2 separate regions of the Zea mays genome follow, and region 2 is linked to region 1. The links are chromatin contacts, called in public Hi-C maps. All regions are on one chromosome and are shown on one strand. Each heading gives the region's core, a stretch centred on a gene start, on an enhancer-like site or on the middle of the called end of the contact. The rest is flanking DNA. Distances are from core to core; before and after follow the strand shown. Region 1 has its middle 43 kb from the start of LOC103637762. Region 2 holds the start of LOC100273926 (CW7).

Region 1 (2,728 bases), core at 110-2,609:
AACATTCAAATCCTGTATGAGGTGAAACTTCCATAGTTCGTGTTTGCTTTTCTGGTGGTTCCTAGGCTCCTTAGGTTGCGCAATAGCCCCATTGTTGTCACAGTAGAGGTTCAATGGACTAGAGGCATTAGGAATGTAACACCTCAAAATTTTATTGGTGGAATTTGGTAAAATTCTTCGAAGAGTTTGAATTGGAATATGTTCTAATAAGGGTTTTCCTTTGTGAAAGCTACATTTCCCTAAAATAAAAAATCAAATAAAATGATTTATATTCAAGTATATATTTGTTGAATTATATAAGTTAAAGGATCTCTTAAAAATGCTATACCCTAGAAGACATTTTCTTAAACCACTATTTTGTCTGCATGAATGGATTACGTGGAAGCATTCCTTAAATAGAATTAATAGATAAATAAATAGATGAATAAAATATTGATGCATCTCATGCTGGGAATCTTATGCTTTAAAGTTGAGTGTGAAATCTAAATCAAAATTTGAATCAAGAAATTAAAATATAAAAGAAAACATAAAAGAAAGGAGAAAAGAATAAGACCAAACTGATTTGGGCCAAATCCCTATAAGGTCGGCCCACGAACCAATCAACCCTTTCCCTCCATAGCTCCGATGTGCGCACACTCAGCCTGTGATGCCGTAGGAGTCGACAGGCGAGCTCGTCTGTTAAACACCCTCGCGCTGACGCATGTCCCAGGTGAAATGTCTCTACTGCGCATGCTAGGCACCGACTGGTGGGGCCCCGGGATAGCTCCCCTCTGAGCCATTCGTAACAACCTCGTCGTGGCCGCGTGCGGAGATCTCGCCGATTGACCAACCGCGCGGGCTCTCCCCGCGTCTCTGCGCTATAAGGTCACCTCCCCTGGCCACCCATCCATAGCAACCAGCAGTGCCGGGCGTGAATGCCAATGTGTGAGGGAGAGATGTCGTCGAGCAGAGGGAGGGTTAGGCCGCGGTCGCACATAAATAGAGCTCTACACCATCGTCATAAAAGCAATGGAATCGGGTCCGGGAGTTTCGCAGAGTTTCCACGGGGGTGCTTGTCGCTTCTCTGGGCACCATTGGTGGTCTGGGAGGTGTGAATTTCTCACCGACGTCGGTGTCCGCCATGCTGCCACGCATGGACAAAGCCACACATCCCTGTGTCGCCCACCTTGCTAAGAACACTCCTAACTAGTCCGTTTTGGTCTCTTCTACGCATAGCACCATTCAGATTGGGATTTGAGGCTCTTGGCACAACATCATCTTCTCCAGCCACGAGCGTCGCCGCTGACTCTAGGCGCCACCACGCCCCCGTGTCATGGGGTGGAGGGTGGTCTGAGGCCGTTGGATTGCAAAAGAGCGGACGAGATTAGATCAGGTGAATACCGGTTGGATCTTGATCCACGCCATTGATCCAAGATCCGAGGGCTGGGACCAGCGTGTGTCGTGGACAAATTTTGGACCACTAATCTGTCATCCTATGATTGTTATTGCTTACAGTTTTGTTTTAAGTGGTAATCTAATCAAGGTCGTAGGTGAAGGATCAGACGGATCATAGTGACCCATACCCCTTCGGCCGACACTTTGCATAAGAGACTCCTTGGCTTTTGTCAAATAAACCTGCCATCCCTATCTATGCAAAGATCGTTTTAGGAAGGTCCAGATTTATACGCTATAGCCCCTGAGTTCTCAGGTATTAGTGGACACAGTCCAGATACTTTATTAAATAGATTTGAAATTGATTTTTAGTATAAATATAAACCTTGAAACTTGTAAAATTCATAACTAATTCGCTTTAACTCCAATTAGTCCTGTTCAAGTTGTGTTAGTCTCATATTAATATTACCTACATCTTATTAACATTATTTTATTCTGTAAGATGTTCTCAAAAATAAATAACTAATTTATTCAACCTATGTTTTTTGAATGAACATGTTTAATCGGAGTCAATATAGGATTGTAATTTGGATCATTTACTAGAATATGATTATATTGTAACTTAGATTAAACATTGAGTTAGTTATATCTTTTCTTACATGATTTATTTTAATCAACATATAGTTTTATTGGTTAACCACCTAAAACTTTGAAAAGCCATATCTTTTAAACCGTAACTCTGATTTTAGTGGTTCTTGAACCTACGATCTCGTAGCGGTGCATAGAAGATTCCTATGCAAATTGTTCTTATGTTTGGTGTAATGTTATTTTATATACTCCTTGTTTGTATGTATGTATTGCCACGAGTAGCAGTGAGGTCACGAGTAACCCGAAGACCAAATTGGTGAAGTACCTGGGAATATCGAGTCTAAGGCAACTTGTGCCCTTAATCACTTTTCTTTACCTAATAATGTTCCTGTCAATCACTGTGACATGCTCTAGGTAAATTGATGGGACCTAATAGGTTTCCCTAGTATTGTTTATCCCACACCTTGCAAACATATGAACTATTGGGTAGATATGCTATTGCTTTACCTGGTTTTGGGAAACATATGCTATATTATGATCATGTTCCAATTTCGTTGCTGTTTAAATTATGTTCTTGATAAGATCATCATGTTAATTGGAACATGGAGAACCACCTAGGAAAACTGTGCTACCACAAGGGTGGAATGGGACACCCTTGGCCAAGTAATTAGGAAAGCTAGGGAGAGATTACCTTACCCGAAAGAGGAAAGTGGGGAGGCGTCGCTACAGAGTATAGGGAGGTTATCGGGTTGAACTGCTGTGATGGCAT
Region 2 (2,728 bases), core at 151-2,650, 710 kb before region 1:
CATTATCCACTGTGTATAAAACTCTGTCAAGTTTAACCATGGTGGGGTGAAGCCTGATTGTTAGACCAAGTATGACTTAGATGACTGTAAGTCTTTGACAGACTTATAGAACAGATTAACTTGTGCATGTCACAATAGGTGAGCACAAGTACATGGGACACATAGGTTATTTTGATTTCCATCTTCATATAGCCAAATAGATTTACTAATGATATATAATGCTAGAATCTGGGACCAAAATCATATGCATGCATGTTAGGTTGCAAAGGGGGCGACCCACCAGCCACCACAGATTGTATAGACAGGTAATCCCTAGTAATTACGAACCCACTGTAGTATAAACTCGAATGAAACAACAGCAGCAATTGAAGTCAATCACTATAGGTGTGGAATTAGCAAGCTTAGGTATTCATGTTTCTCGTTGATTGTCGCTCTATTGCTATATTGCTAAATTCATGTATTCATGTGATCAGAATGAGAATATCCAACACCTTTTTTTCGATTGCTATATTGCCCGAGTTTTTATTGCTCTTAAAATAGATAGGCCTGCTAATATTAATCACATAATAGGATCTTGGCAAACTAGCAAAGGAAACGCGCACAAAAAAAAGACTGATGATAGGAGTGGCAGCTATATTTTGGTCATTATGGCTTTGCCGAAATGATGTTTTTAACAATAAACAATTACAGTCTATTATGCAGATCATTTTTAGGGGAACCTACTGGTTTAGATTTTGGAGATTGATGCAGAAAGAAGAGGCTCGTCAGGAAATAAACGATGTGTGTCGCTCTTTGGAGGTGGTAGCTATGGAGATTTTTGCAAGATATGGATGGCGGTTTAATGCTAGAATTGCAATGTCTTAGTGATTTTTAATGCTAGAATTCCGAGGCTGTATGCAAGCATATGCAGAAGGCCGGAACTAATTTTTTCCATTATCTAAAAAAAAGTTTCTCGTTGATTCCATGAAATGCTTGCTCCTATTCAGCCTCGGAATGAACGATTCGGATCATAAGCTAAATTTAACTCATCTCCACAGACCACAGTACAATGCTTGATAGGCTAATTTTGGTTTCCGCAATTCCGCACCTTCGCTGCTTCTCTCTCTCCCCGCAGCCGTGGCGTGGAGACAGGAGCGGCCATAAGGAGGAAGGAAGACCATAAGGAGGGGTTCACATCGCGCACATACCTTGAGGGCGATGATGATACATCCAAGGTGCCGCTGAATCTGTGGACGGCAACCTCGCTCGACGGGGAGCGGGACGAAGGAGAAGGCGGCGCGGCCATGGTGACGGGATTGGGGAATCCGACCGATTCCTGGGCACGCGTGTCGAAACTCGGAAGCAAAGCAAGCAATCGCACGCCTCCTCGCTCTCCTCTGCACTGCTCTCCTGCACAGCACGGTTGGCCAGGCCGAAAAAGTTGTAGGAACCAAGTCCGATCTGACGAGAATCCGGCCACATCGGCCACTACTGTACCATTGGATGAGATTAAAAAATTATAAGGACTAGTTTAGAAATTTCATTTTTTTAAAGAAATTTCTATTTTATCAAATAAAATTAATTAATTTTTTTTAGAAAAATAGAAATATTTTAGAAAAATAGAGTTTTCAAACTAGTAAATTGATTTGTTTGGAATTTAAAACCACTCAATCCCACATAATCCACGTAGATTAAGAGCAAAACTAACCAACCTCATACGAGAATTCAGCCCAACTAGTCCCGTGGACTGGCCGAGGGAGCCTAGCCCAATAACCGCATCTTTGACCAAATGTTTTTAATTGCAAAACAATGAGAACCATACAAGGACACAAGGTACAATGGTAGACCGTACTTGAATCGAAATACAAAATTTCCATTATCATTTAAAATTGTTCAAAATTAAACCTTAGACGAAATGGGGCGATAGAATTGTCCAATTTAACTAATCTCAAATATACTTATCAACTATTTTACATTAAACATAGAAACGACAAGGTTAAATTCGGTAGAAGAACTCAAAAATCCATGTTCTTATAAGGATCATAAAGAAATGAATAAATATTACAATATTCTTAACCACTTTATACATCATAAGGACACAAAATCAGAACTATTACAAAACTGATCTCAAAAATAAAAAATTGCAAAAAGATCATTTTGATAGCAACAAGAGTGAAACAGTTTTGAAAATTTATACAAATATTTAGAGGTATACGAATAAAACTACTACCATCATAGCAGAACGATCTTCTTCGCACCTACAAGGAGGTTCCACACAACATCAGTTAGTTTTAGTATCCACCTTCTACCTGTAGCAGAGGAAAACCCTAAGTACACAATGTACTAATCAAAATTTACTTGGCTAGGTGAGAGTGGTCTCCTGACTCTAAAAAATATGTCTTGTCAAATTAGTTTGCCATTTGTTGAACTTCTAGGAAAGCATTACTAATAGTGCATCCTTGTATTCAAAGTTTTTGGTATTCAAGTTCATTACTTAACCATTCTAGTTAAGCTCATGAACTACATTCAAGCATGTGGTAGATAATTAGAGCATATTCCATGATCTGGTAATAGCCTCATCATCATCATCTAGTTCTAATTGTATTAACTAAGATGGTAGTGATACAACAAGTAGTATCAATATCCGAGGAGGAGGACTATTCCAATCAATGTACATCTAGTTGGGCAAATCCAAACACACGCCTATACTCCTCAAAAGAGTCTCTATAAGGCCATTGTTCTCTTACAT

What was found. A called contact is a pair of places that touch in the nucleus more often than the background predicts.
Region 2: a contact with region 1 is called in a Hi-C map of ear, with 2.6 times the contacts expected there. The contact joins the promoter of LOC100273926 here to the enhancer-like site in region 1. A contact is called at or near these places in 2 of 25 Hi-C or Micro-C datasets (ear and tassel).

What each region holds. Positions count from the first base shown.
Region 1 is chr1:110,293,377-110,296,104 of Zm-B73-REFERENCE-NAM-5.0, reverse strand. No RefSeq gene overlaps it. Among protein-coding and RNA genes, the nearest start is that of LOC103637762, 43 kb to the right of the region's middle. Within about 2 kb of position 1,359, at least 17 of the 20 cell types and tissues checked have an H3K27ac peak or open chromatin away from gene starts, as enhancers often do. A contact at or near this core is called in ear and tassel, where this site is marked.
Region 2 is chr1:111,000,870-111,003,597 of Zm-B73-REFERENCE-NAM-5.0, reverse strand. It overlaps LOC100273926 (CW7), which reads right to left and starts at 1,400. Exons shown (of 12, transcript NM_001148318.1): 1 at 1,188-1,400. The coding sequence starts at 1,285.